Regions from separate parts of the Pan troglodytes genome. Here region 2 is linked to region 1. A link is a contact called in public capture Hi-C data. All regions are on one chromosome and are shown on one strand. The core of a region is the stretch at or near the end of the contact, and the rest is flanking DNA. Distances in the headings are between cores, read along the strand shown. Region 1 overlaps RAD51B (RAD51 paralog B). Region 2 overlaps ZFP36L1 (ZFP36 ring finger protein like 1).

Evidence for each region. Capture Hi-C pulls out chosen DNA fragments and counts their contacts.
Region 2: a capture Hi-C map of stem cell-derived neural stem cells shows a contact between it and region 1, with 6 times the contacts expected there. The contact joins two enhancer-like sites. A contact is called at or near these places in 1 of 7 Hi-C or Micro-C datasets (blood), 1 of 1 datasets of contacts at active chromatin or transcription factors (stem cell-derived excitatory neurons) and 1 of 1 other capture datasets (stem cell-derived neural stem cells).

The regions. Positions count from the first base shown.
Region 1 is chr15:66,547,390-66,554,240 of NHGRI_mPanTro3-v2.0_pri, forward strand. The region is part of intron 10 of RAD51B (RAD51 paralog B); the gene reads left to right. Among named protein-coding and RNA genes, the nearest start is that of ZFP36L1, 230 kb to the right of the region's middle. Within about 2 kb of position 3,447, at least 7 of the 24 cell types and tissues checked have an H3K27ac peak or open chromatin away from gene starts, as enhancers often do. A contact at or near this core is called in stem cell-derived neural stem cells, where this site is marked.
Region 2 is chr15:66,769,200-66,775,566 of NHGRI_mPanTro3-v2.0_pri, forward strand. It overlaps ZFP36L1 (ZFP36 ring finger protein like 1), which reads right to left. Exons shown (of 3, transcript XM_063793611.1): 2 at 5,128-5,384; 3 at 1-2,735. The coding sequence starts at 5,184. The coding sequence ends at 1,776. Among named protein-coding and RNA genes, the nearest start is that of ZFP36L1, 5.4 kb to the right of the region's middle. Within about 2 kb of position 2,037, at least 8 of the 24 cell types and tissues checked have an H3K27ac peak or open chromatin away from gene starts, as enhancers often do. A contact at or near this core is called in stem cell-derived neural stem cells, where this site is marked.

The DNA of each region.
Region 1 (6,851 bases), core at 2,197-4,696:
TGTCTGTTTTCTTTACTGCTCTGTCCTCAGAGTCTGCAAGTATTTGCTGAATGACTGCTGACTGGTTTCCCAGGTGTAGCTGACAAAACCCTATCTTCAGCTCTTACACTCTGTGAGGAAACTCTGGAGAATTAATAAGAAGGTGAACCTGGTCTATTTCCCATAGAATTGTCTGATTCATCCGCTTTGTTAGTAATTAGAAGAACAACGTCAAGGCCAAATTTCAAACAGCAAGTCAGCAGCAAATCCAGGCAAACCCTCAAACTTGAGCACTGCTTGTCTTGTATGCCCTATTATGCCAGCTTCATTCAAATTGTGACCTTGATCCAACTGAGGAAGCTCGTACTCAGGAAGCACTATAGGATCTCATTACCACTGCCAGATTGACCACTGTCTTCTACAGCTCTGTTCATGGACAGTCCAGGGCTCACAGCATACACCTACCAAGCTGGGAGAAACTCCCTGGTGCCTCAGTGACTGGGGGCATGCTTGGATTGCTTTTCTCTCTGAAGTCTCATCAAATCCCACTTTCATGATGTCACTTCTCAGCCCTAGAAGCTACAAGACTTCCTTGTGTTCTCCAACACCAAATCCCAATTTCTCTGCTTGGCTTTCAAGATTCTTCATTATCTGGCCCCAACTTGCCTATCAAACCTTCTTTCTTATTACTCTTCAATGCATTCTCCCTTCTACCAGCAATGGCCAGGCCATGGGTTTATTGCTTTCCCTGTGTATTTTGCTTACTTCTTTTTCAATATGCTTGTTTTGTTAATATCCCAAATAGGCTCATACCTTCTTTTTTAAAAATTCAACTTTACTGGCCGGCACGGTGGCTCACGCCTATAATCCCAGCACTTTGGAAGGCCGAGGCGGGTGGATCACGAGGTCAGGAGTTCCAGACCAGCCTGGCTGAGATGATGAAACCCCGTCTCTACTAAAAATACAAAAAATTAGCTGGGCGCAGTGGCAGGCGCCTGTAATCCCAGCTACTCGGGAGGCTGAGGCAGGAGAATCGCTTGAACTTGGACAGCAGAGGTTGCAGTGAGCCAAGATCGCGCCACCGCACTCCAGCCTGGGTGACAGAGTAAGACTCCATCTCAGAAAGAAAAAAAAAAATCAACTTTATTTTTTAGAGTGGTTTTAGGTTCATAGCAAAATACAGCAGAAAGCACAGAGAGTTCTCATATACCCCTGTCCCCCAACATGTACAGCCTTTTCCTCTCTCAACATCCCACACCAGAGTGGTACATTTGTTACAACTGATGAACCTACACTGACATCATTGTCATCCAAAGTCCATGGTTTACATTAGGGTTTACACTTGGTATTGTATATTCTATGGGTTTGTTACCACATGTTTATATGGTAACACCATGTATCCACCACTACAGTATCATACAGAGTAGTTTTTCACTGCCCTAAAAATCCTCTGTGCTCTGTGTATACCTACTTTTTATCATCTGTTTTCTACCCCAGTCATCACGGACAATGCAAGTTCTACCTTCCTCACGAAGTCTTTCCCAGTGACTGTAATCTGCATAGATCTCCCTCTTCCCAGGATCCTTGCTGTACCCACAAGAAGAACACCCGTGGCTGTGCCATTATTGTCTCCTCCTTTCATATTAGCCCCATCTCTGTAAGTAGATTTTAAGCTCCTGGTACTTGGATTCTACCATAGTGCCTGGCCTGTGGCAGGAGTTCCATATGCAGGGCTGACATATTGCATAGTTCCAGGGGTCCCGTTCACATGATATGAATGGGGCCCCTGGAGTTACACAAGTTATAGCCCTGTCCATAAGTCCTTGGTGATTGAACAAAACTCATTCCAGGACCTGAAAAAGAAACAATTATTGTGATCATGATTCAGTTCAAATCTTCAGGTGATTATTGAACAGCTACTATGTACTAACCACCAATGATACAAAAAATGAATAAAATGGCTGTTCTTACCCTCTGAGAAACTATAGTCTTGCGACACAGAAAGGTAAGCAAACAGATCACCATAATACAATGTGAAAAGTGCTAAGATAGAAACATGGGTAAAGGAGATGGCACTTGATGTGTAGCCTGAAGGATTCATAGGAATTTGCCAGGTAGGTGAGTGGGTGGAGAATATTCCAGCAAAAAGGGACATCATTGGCAAAGTGAAATTACATGGTACATTCAGAGAGCTGCAAGTGGTACAGCTTATTTTCTGATGATAAAACCAGAAGCCCAGTGGTTAAATTGCCTGTGGTCCCCAAGCAAACCTGTACCAGACCATTGGCATGATAGGATTATGTGTATCACCTGCACTTACTGCTTCTGGAATCAAAAAGAAAGAATAGAGCCCTATCTTTCCTGGCCATCCCTTGCTCTTCCAAGGGCTGGGTGGAGTTAAGACACAGAACTTCCTTGTATTTTTTTTCATATACACTACCCTGTGTTGCTCTGTGCACAATAGGGTGTACCATTCAAGCAGTGGAACTGGATCCCTCTAGAACCCTCACTGGGCAACCTCAGGAACGGGCAGCCATTTTCAACAAGCTTTCCTTCAAAGCTTGCACTGTTTTTGGCCTACCTCATAAGTTCTTCTTCCTCGTCCTCCCTTTCTTCTTCCTCTGCCCTCTCTTTGCCTTCTTTCTCATCTTTTTTGATATTTTGGATGCAAGAAGTCTGGTTAATTAGATAAAACCCAGTGTGGGCAAAAATAGAGTTGTTTCTTCCCCCTGCATGGCTTCCTCTCCCCAACCCAGTTGCTAAGTGGTCATTGGCCACCATATTGGAATTTAGATGTGGCTGGGCTTCCACAATGCATGGTCCAATCTCAGAGTGTGTTGAAGGGCTTTGGGGTCTGGTTGGATAAAACAGCTGAGGCCCAATGTTGTGGTTCTTGGCACCTCTCATTTCCCCTTTCTGTATTTCCCTTCGGCATCATCAGCAGGATTTTGTTTAAGGCTTCTGGATCTTGTCTTTGTTTCACCCGGGAAAGTCCCTGCAGGGAGAGCTAAGATCTCCCCAGAGGAATGGGCCAGAGCCCTGACCTCTGTCACCCGAATTGTTTAGGAGAAGCAGCCCCCATAGGGGTTAGGAGGGTGATCAATTGGCAACTTAAGGAGTAAAGGCCTCTCTCTCCCTCTTCTGCCTCTGCTTATTGTGCTCAGAAGGGCAACAGGGTCAGCAGCAGCAAACTGAGGGGCCAACTCACCACGCCTTGAAAGAGGCTCGTTTTGTGTTTCAGTAATGAGCACTCTTTCTCCCCTTGGATGCACTCAAATTTCACAAGTTACAGGGAACCTGTCAACTGCTGTTTTCATTGTATGGGGCTCACAGGGAACTTGGATATAGGGCAAGCTTGTTTCAAAGAAAGCAGGGGAAAGAAAAGTCCTGAATAGCTGCAATGTGCTGTCATATGCAGATCACAGCCCCAGTTGCTATGGGACACCTCTGCCCGCAGAGAGGGCAAGATGCCGAACGTCCCTTATTGATGTGATTGCCTCCTTGGAGATGGGAATGCCCCTCTAAAAGGGCCAGGCTAGGAGCCGACAGCACCACGGGCTCTTGGGTTTGCCATGGAACCGGGCCTGAAGCAGCCTGCATCCCAGCAGCCTCTGCCTTCCCACTGGCTGTTCAGTAGGGAGCCCCCCAACCCAGGGGCTGAGGGAACAGGCCAAGCTAACCCTGGAAAAGTGAGGAGAGGCAGGTGGGAAGGGTCCCTTTTTGCGGGGCACAAGCTTTTGCTCATAGAAGGGCTACTGGAGGGCATGGTTGTGAACCAGGCCTGATGTTAAAGACAGGTTTCACCTTCTTTGTTTGTCTTGCCCTCTGAGAACACTTGGCAATAACATTCCTTTCCTGACAGGCTCATTTTGTAGCTGACGGACATTGTTTTCTTTCCCCTGTTTACCTAATGTGGCCCAGAGTAACAGAACAGGCTGTGCCAGCGAGAGAGGAGAGTGAGCCTCCCCAGTGGCTCCTGGGTCCCCATACCCAGGTCCCTCTGCCCTGAGCTCCTTGCCTTGCATCTGTTTGCCCCACCTGTGGGAACAGGGAGTACCCAGAGGGCTGTCCTGCCTGGAATCAAGCACTGGCAGGACCTGGGTTGGGGGAGCCTGCGATTAGGAGAGGGCCCAGAATTATGACTCTCTCCCTGGGGTCATTTGACTGCAAGGTTAGAAGGCCTGAGATCAAACAAGGCTATGAGAAACCAGCCTTGTCACTTTGCATAGGATAGACCAGTGGGAGCCAAGATTGGAGGCATCTGAAGGTCACTGTAGGACCTTAAAAATACCAGGGGAGGGTACTGTGAGAAACAGATTCCCATCAACTGTTTACTAAACACTCTATGCTATTTAAAGGGACAAAAGCATGGCCAGGTCCTATCATCAGGGAGTCTAAATCTGGGGTCTGCAGCTGAGCCAGGAGGGGGGGTCCAGTGCCCTTGGCAGCCTGCTGTAACCTTCTGACCCTCTGTGTCCAGCCCCCATCCCCATTTTTACCTCCAGCCAAGCTTCTCCCTGTGGGGGTTAACAGGGTAAATACTGAAGTCCAGGCCTTTCCCTCAAAGAAGCTGCAAATCTAGTAAGAGAATAATATGTGCATATATGAAACTATAATTTAAGACACTGTGATCAATAACCTAAAGGGAAAGGCTCTGAGGACATCCAGGGGTCTTGGGCTCAAAGGCTGGAGCGCCACACACACACACACACACACACACGCACACACACACACACATGCACACACACACACATCAAATCACATATTAGCTCGTGTCTTCATGAGCTTTCCAGTTTGCAAACCGCTCACACATACAGCATTTCCTTTAAACTTCACATCAGCCAGTGAAGGGGCTTTGTAAGCCTGAAATGTAAGATCTAACAACCCTCCCAGAATGATAGAATTGGCAGAGGGGGGAGGCAGAGACTGTCAAGCAATGGCAAGTTTTCTGATTGGCTGGAACACAGGGCAGGTGACCCCGTGAGCTAAGGTGAAACAACCAGGCTGAAGGCCTTGCATGCTGCAGTGCTGGGTACAACCATGTCAGTTCAAACCAGATTCAATTTGGTTGGTTAATGTGCCCATTTCCCATTGCTGCCATACAAACTTAGTAGCTTCAACAGTACAAATCAATTACCTGTATAATCCTGGAGGTCAGAAGTCCAAAATGGATCTCACTGAGCTAAAATCAGTGTCATCAGGGCAGTGTTCCCTTCTGGAGGCTGCAGGAAAGAAAGTGTTGTCTTGTTTTTTCCAGCTTCTAGAGGCCGCCCACATTCCTTGACTCATGGCCCCCTTTCTCTGTCTTCAGAGCGAGCAACATCACAGCTCTCCGACCAATCATTCTTCCATTGCCACTTCTCCCTCTGACTTGGATTCCTCTTCTGCCTCCCTCTTCTTCTTTTAGGACCCTTGTGATTACGTTGGGCCAGGACAATGTGCCTGTTTTAAGGTTAGCTAACTAACAGCCTTAATTCCCTTTTTCCTGTCAGGGAACATGTTTATAGGCTTCAGGAAATAGGCCGTGGACACCTTTGAGGGGCCGTTATTCTCCCTACCACATATAGTTAGTTGGTTGATTGTTAGTTGTTCAGTTATTGGTTGTTTGGTGTTGGGTGGCTGTTTTTTGTTTGTTTGTTTGTTTGTTTTTTGAGAATCTCCATGGCTCAGGTCCTTACCTGAGAGCCAGATAATCACGTTTGTTAAAAGAAGAGAAAAAATGAGAGTGAGCAGCCGCTAAGGGGAAGAAGGAGCTACAAGAGGCGGCACAGAAAGTGGACATCGATTTTATTTCGTTGTCCATCATTTTCAATCTATAAAGCACAATCCCCAAAACTACAGCACATGCCATTCTGGGGAAATTTGTTAGCTCACGGACCCCCACAGACCCCAGTGTGTGGCTGTTTCATACTTCATGCAAACAGGCCCTTGGACTCTGTCTCATGTCCTCTGGCTTAGAAGCAGGGATGTTTGTAATCTACAAACAAAAGGTCGTCTGACCAACCTTTTGAGATGTAATCTCGAATCCAGATATACTAGTGGGTTCTGCTAAGTGTCTATTGGTCCCCTAGTGTCTCTCAAACCCACAGTGGGCTTCAGTCTCTCCCAGGCATCAGCCCTAACCCTGTGGCATGGGCCCTGCCCAGCTGCCTCCCAGACGTCACACCTTGCAGGCTGGACTGTGTCAGCAGCTGCCTTGCTTTCCTTGCTGGAAACCTAAACCTGCTTTTTAAGGAGCCCCTCAAAACTCTTGAAATAAGATGTGGGCATTGCTCACTTGCCCTGAGCTGCCCCTTGCAGCTGGGGGGCTGCTTGGTTTGCTCTCTTGGCAAAGCCCCTTGCTTTTACTCTGCTGGGGCCCAACTCCTTCCTTCTTTGTTTCCTTGCCTGGGGCTTCTGATTCCAGTAAGCCACCCCAATAACTCCTGGGGTGCCCCCACGGCTCACCTGCCAAAGCCACTCCCACCTGATCCCAGACTATCCACTCATCCCTGGCCTGTGGCTTGTCCCGACCTCCCAGTGGGTCCTGGCTTCTATCACTGACCTTCTAGGTGGTGACTTCAATCTTGATATGCTCTGCCCCTGCTGACCTTGACTTCCCATCTCCAAACTGCCAGTGTCATATCAATAGCATCACAACATAATGGCTAATGCTTCTGAGCTCTTACTACACCTCAGGTACTGTACATGTTTTCGCTCATTTAATCCTCATCACAACCCTAGACAGAACCCTATGAAGAATGGGTAGTAGCCCATCTTACGCGTGAGGAGACAAAAGCACAGAGAGATGAAACAGCCTACCCATGGTGCAACAGGTCATATGTGATGGAGTCGGGGAATCAAACCCAGGCCAGGGAGTGTCATCATCCCTC
Region 2 (6,367 bases), core at 787-3,286, 220 kb after region 1:
CACAAAGAAAGAGAAATAGAAAGCGACGGTAGTGACCAGCAAGAGGAATAATAATTACATTCATCTTAATGTGTGTGTGCCAGTTCTGTTTACATTAACATTGGAAAACTCCAGACCTGGAATCCAGAACCTCAAATCTGTGAGTGGAATGTCTTGAGATGGGCACGTGGAAGTCAAAGGGTTTCTCTTTTTTTTTTTTTCCCTTTTAGAAGCTATACATAAAAAGTTGTTTTCCTTCTGTACTGTCACAGAACTTTTACATACATTCTCAGTCCTAGTTGTGAAAGGCCTAAAGAGAAAGAAACTCAATTTGCAGTCCAACACAAAGGGGGGAATTTCTAAAATAAATAATCCAACAGTTTTTTGCATTTTTTTAAATTAATTTTTCATTTTTTTAAAATAAAATAACCAAAAAAGTGTAAAGTTACAAAAAATGTCGTTGAAGAATAATATATTAAAACTGTGGAAAAAAAGGAAAAAGACACGTCACAAAATTTTAAGATTAATATGAAGATCATAATTTAACATAAAAGAATATATTCTATGGATTTGTCATCCCGATAAATATGAACAAAATTAACAAAAAAAAAGCATAGTTTGGCAATAAATACGTTTTGATAAGTTAAATAAGCTTTTTTATATTGATGTGCAGTGACAAGCAAAATTTTTGCTCTCCAATTTCTGAAAGTTATATGAAGTTTAAAACCCAGGGAAGAAAGCATGGCGTGAGTGCTCTAAGGATAGACCTACGGTATTCTAGAGCAAAAACCATTAAAGCTACTTCTACAGGAAATCGTTTTACACAGATATTGTATGTGGAATGAATACCATTAACTGCTCACCCCTTACATTTTTTTTTTTTTAGCTTTTCTCTCATTTTTTTTTGTTGTTATTTTTTTTAAAAAGATGTCACATATGAACTGGGGAACTTTAGCACCAAAATCAAGTCTCTCCTAGTCCATCTAGCTTCCCCTTCCTCCCCGCTTAAAAAAAAGAAAAAATTAAATCACAAAGTCCCACTTAAGTCAAAATCTTCGTCCGCTTTTTCAGCCTTCCTTCCTGCAGACCTACACAAACCCAGGCAAGATTAGTCAACAGGGGTTCAGATCGGGAAGAAAAAGGTTTTGAATGTCAAGACAGGTTTCCCCCAAAACCCTGGTCTGGCAACAACTCTTCGGGGGGGGGGGGGGGGGGGTACAGGTGGAGAGGTGCCGCCGGGAAGAGGGGAGGAGGAATAAGTGTGCGGGAGACTGAAATGAGGGAAGGTGCAGTTGTGTCGCCAGTGGAGGGGGCTGCTGGTTCCGGGTCTCCACCCCCCCATGGGCAGAGGCTCCGGGAGGCCCACGGGTGCCCTCTGGCGCTGAAGAGGTAATGTAGTCACAGTGACAAAGTTAGATTACAAGGCACTAAGTTGCTTCTGTAAACTGTTACTGCTTTTTCTCTTGTGATTTGGCACTTAAGGCTTAAGCCGGAAAAAAAAAGGCATCTACTGACAAAATATGGGACTTGTCTGTTATGCATGGTAAGTGGGCTATAAAATCCAGGGAGGGGGTTTCAAGCCAGAAGAAGCTACTGACAAATTGACTTGTCCTTATGTTAGGTGGGGTTATGAGGGGGAGAGGGAGGGCACATTCTGAGGTGCTGGGGGAAAGGGGTTGAGCTTAACCTTGTTAATGTAGGGCCTGTGGGGAATGGGATGGGTAGGGAGAAGAGGGTATGGGATGTGGGTGCAGGGTAGGGGCTGGAGTAGGCAGGAGGTCCCTCCCTACCCTGGCTTAGTCATCTGAGATGGAAAGTCTGCTGAAGATGGGCAGGCGTCTTGAGTTGTCCAAGGTCGGGGAGTCTGAGCCACTGTGGCTGCTGCTGGAGCTGCTCAGGTAGCCCTCCTGGTCCGAGAGAGAATCCTGAGGGCTGGGGGGAGAGTCAAACATGTGAGGGGACTCGGACATGGGCCGGAAGAGGAAGGTGGTCGGGGAGCCACCCCCGGGCAGCCCCATGCTAGGGGCAAAGAGGCTTGCCAGCTCCTGGCTGGAGAAGGCAAAAGGGTTATTGGTGCCATCGGGCAGGGTAGGTGAGCCCAGGAGGTCATCGGCGCTCAGAATAGGGGGTGGGGTGATGGACGTGGGGCTGTCCAGCAGCCCGGTGGCAGCGGCGGTGGCAGCGGCACTGGGAAACCCAGCAAAGCTAAAGCTATGCTGGAGGCGGGGACGGTCAGCGGAGAGGTCCCGGGCCCCGGCCAGGGCACGGCGCTCTTCAGCGTTGTGGATGAAGTGGCAGCGGGGCCCGTAGGGGCAAAAGCCGATGGTGTGGAAGGTGCGGCACAGCTCCGTCTTGTACTTGGGGTGGCGGGTCAGGCTGCGGAGCTCGTGGATGCCGTGTGCGAACTGGCACTTGTCCCCGTACTTACAGGCACCGTTTTCCTCAAAGGGGCGGCACAGCTCCGTCTTGTAGCGGCTGGAGTTGACCTGGCCGCCCCCGGGCTGCTTCTGGGTGGGCAGCAGCCGCTCGCCCCCTTCCGAGAAGGAGCGGTCTCGGAAGCGGCTGTCTCGCGAGCTCAGAGCGGGGGCTGGCTCACCCTTGAGGCTGCTGAGGAGCTGGTTCTGGTGGAACTTGGAGCTGGGCAGGGTGACTGAGTGCCTCCGAGGGAAGCCCCCACCAGCAGGGGTGCCCACTGCCTTTCTGTCCAGCAGGCAACCCCCTGCACCGGGAGCACTATAGTTGAGCATCTTGTTACCCTGGAGAGAGAAGAGAAAGGATGGTAAGGACGGAGGACATCCACCAGGATGTCCACTATGGGCAGCCCCTACACAACCACAAACGCCCGCTCTTTCTCAAAGAACTCATCTCTACCTCGGCTCTAGCAAGCTCCCTTCCCTCTCTCCCTCCCATAGGCCATTCACCTGGGTTTATTTTGGCCCCATGCGTAAGAAACCACAAGATCCAAACTGTGTGACAAGCACCCTACTCCATGCTGACTCCTGCAATGCAACCCCCATATCCTCTGTCCCCAAAGCTACCACGTTAATCTGTAAAGTTCAACTTCTTTACTAGTCAAACAGATTCTTCAACTCAAAATATCTCACACAACCCAGACCTCTCTAGATTACCGCACCCCGCCCCCGCCACCGCCCGCGACAAAAACAGGTAAACCTCAGAAAGGAGTCGATCATAGGCTACGTTAGGTCCCCTTCCAATCAGTCTCTGCTTAATTGATACCCCCTCCTTCAAGACCTGGCCTAAGACTCTCAACTTCCTCCTTCAGAAGTGTTCCCTTCCTTTGGCAACAGGTTTTCAGACTGCCTTTGCTTTTTCTTGTGGGGAGGAGATTGGGGGCCTGGTCTGAGGTTGGGGGAGACAGGGATGTGATTCCTGAAAATAAAACTCTTTGCCCTAAGTTCCCGGAAGAGATATTTTCTACAATAATCTCTCTCACCATTTCCACTCAGCCCTAGCCCACCCCGCCCCCTTCACTGAGAAGATGCCTTTGCAATTAGTCTTTTGGCTGCAAGAGCAAGCTTGGATAAGAGCTCCAGTGTTTAATCTTTAACGCAAAGCTGCAGATGGAAAGGAAAAGGAAAGCACCAACCCCCCCTACCCACCTCCTAGTCAATAGCGGATTGGGGGTGGTGGGGATGGGGGCAGAGCCACCAATGGCAGGTTTCTGTTCCAATAGGACCCTGGTCACCTGCCCAAATTGTACCCAAGATTTGGAAATGGTGCAGGTCAGGGACCTAGGAGTTAGTTCCCAGCCCATGTGGGTGTCGTTGTGCAAATTCTAATGTTGGTCCCTTAGGATCAGCAGGGGGGGACCGGGAATCTGTAACTGCAACCACCCCACCGAGAGGATTACAGGAACCCAGTCGAGAGCTGGTTCCCAACAATGAGGTTCATTTAAAAAGTCCTGAGGGGGGAGGGGGGCCAAAGAAAGAAATAGATCAAAGAGCGGGAGAGTCGAGAAAAGAAGGAAGAAATGTTGGGGAGCGCTGGCAGCCGGGCTGGCAAGTGGAGTTTGGGAATGTGCAGGGAGGGAAGGAAGCTGAAAAATTCAAACTTTTTAAATGCTACTCTTCAGCTCCTCGGCGTCCCTGCACCCCAACCCTGCAGCCCTGGGGCGTTGGCAGCTGCACCAACAGGAGCAGCAAGCTGGGAAAACAGAGCAACATGACCCGACGTGTTAAGAGAAGGCAAAACACTTCAGCAATTAAAAAGTAGCCCAGCAACTTCACCCTTTCAAATTGGGAGGGGGAGGTTGGAAAGAAATTTAACAACATCCATAGACTTTTGCTATGTACATTTAAACCGCAGTCCTGGAACATTCCGAGTTTAAAACTTGCTTTTTCAACACTGGCTGACAAGCAACATGTTTTAAGGAGGCCCCCATTAAATCCTTACTCGCGGGACTCTCGAGTTTAAGCCAGCATTTTGTCGCCACCTCCCCCCCCAACCCCGCCCGCAATCGATGAGCCGCAATGCCTCGGCAACACAGGTAAGCGGGTCAACCTGAATGCCTCTTTCACCCCAAAGTTTGCTGCACGATCGGCTATCGCGGGAAGAAGCCCAACGGAGCTAGGGCGGACTCAAGCCCCACTGCAAACTTGTTCTGCAACATCTTTTTGAATCACAACTTGGCCTTTCTTCCTCGCATATCCCCAGCTCCCCCCAAAGAGTGGAGGAAAACATTGTCCCGAGACTCACTTCCCCGAGGGACCTCCCACTCCCAACCCCACGGGTGGGTAATGCCGCTGGACAGACCTAGGGCGCAGACTGGGAACCCGATCAGACCAGCAAACCTGGGATCCAGCAGCACGTTACGTAAAACAGAATCGCCCAAAACTTGTCCCAATCCCAGCCCTCCCCCCGAAGCCCCCGGGCTGCCCTGCCAGGCAAACTTCGCCCCTCAAAACCCTGGCCTCCAGATTCACATGTAATCCCCGCCAGGAACTGTTGAAACTCAAAGGGTGGGAAGGACGGGGCCAAATTCCTTCAAACTTGGGAGAAATGCGGGAGGAGAAAAGAATCATCTCGCTGCACCACTTTCCCCACTGCCTTCCAAGACCCAAACTTTTGGGGGTTCTTAAGGCAAAAGAAAAAGACTTTTTGAAAAGCAAATGCTCCGCCCCCCTTTACCTTGCATAAAACTTCGCTCAAGTCGAAGATGGTGGCAGACACGAGGGTGGTGGTCATCCTGTGCGCTCGCGCGAGCCAGGGGCGAGGATCTGGTGTGTCGCGAAGGTCCCGGTGCGGGGAAGGCGCAGCCTCTCCTGTCTGGAGTCCCACACGCCAGTTCCCGGCGCCCCTCGCCTTTCTGACTCCGGGCTGGGGCGCGCAAAGCCCAATTTATAAAGTTTCAGATTTGGTGGGCCGGGGGGAGGAGGAGCTTTAAACTTATTTAAATGAGGAAGAGGAGGAAAAAGAAGTTGATTGACACTGGAGTTGAATCAGCCATGCGGTCAGGCGGGGAGGGGGGGGCAGGGGGAGGAGAAGAAACTTTCAAAAGGAAGAAGGGGGAGGGGAGACGAGAAAACAAGGCGGAAAAAAAAACCCCACTGTGAGCCGCGCACAACTTTTTTTTTTTTTCTTAAAGAGGAAAAGTTTCGAGTCGGCTGACTTCCCTACCCGGCGCTTCAGGCGCCCCCTCTCCGGGGCCGCGCGGGCGCAGAGCGGGAGGGGCGCGCCCCCTCCTTTGTCAGCCTCAGAGCGCGGCTGTGACGTCACTCATTCCACTCCCTCCGGGGTTCTTGTTGTCGTGTTGTTGTTTTTTGTTGGGCAGGAAGGCGGGCTCGACTTTCTCTTTTTGCCAGCGGGAGCTGAAGCCCGTCCTTAGCGCCCGGGCCGCGGTTTCCATCTTGAGCTGGCGGTCTCCTTGAAACTTCCCCAAGTGTCTGCACAACTTACCTTTTCCCGACTTCTCTTCGACACTCGGCTCCCTTCGGCAAACCGGGCAGGCCGAGGACATTAGAAATTTGGGACGCACAGAATGTTCAAGCCTAGGATTTTATGTTGCTGTTTTTTTTCCAGCGGGGCGTAGGGTGGGGGCGCGGTGCTGGGGGTACTAGGGAAACTTTTTCCCCAGGAGGACATGGTCTGGCGGGGGCGAGCGCGGCACAATTTAGTGCGCCGCACGCGTCTACACTCGCGCTCGCTTTGCAGCCGGCGCTCTCCGGGTGTGGGCGGGTGGGGGGCGCCGCAAAAAAAGACCACAACCCGGGACGATTGTTTTACCAGGCCTAGGCGTGGCGTTTCTTTTCACGCATCCAATCTTTAAACTTTTTAGTCAAGAAAACCCTAATCCTTCCTGAATGCCCCTTCCTCCCAGAAAAAGCCCACCGAGCAACTCACTACTTTCCACGCGCGCTCCGAATTCTGG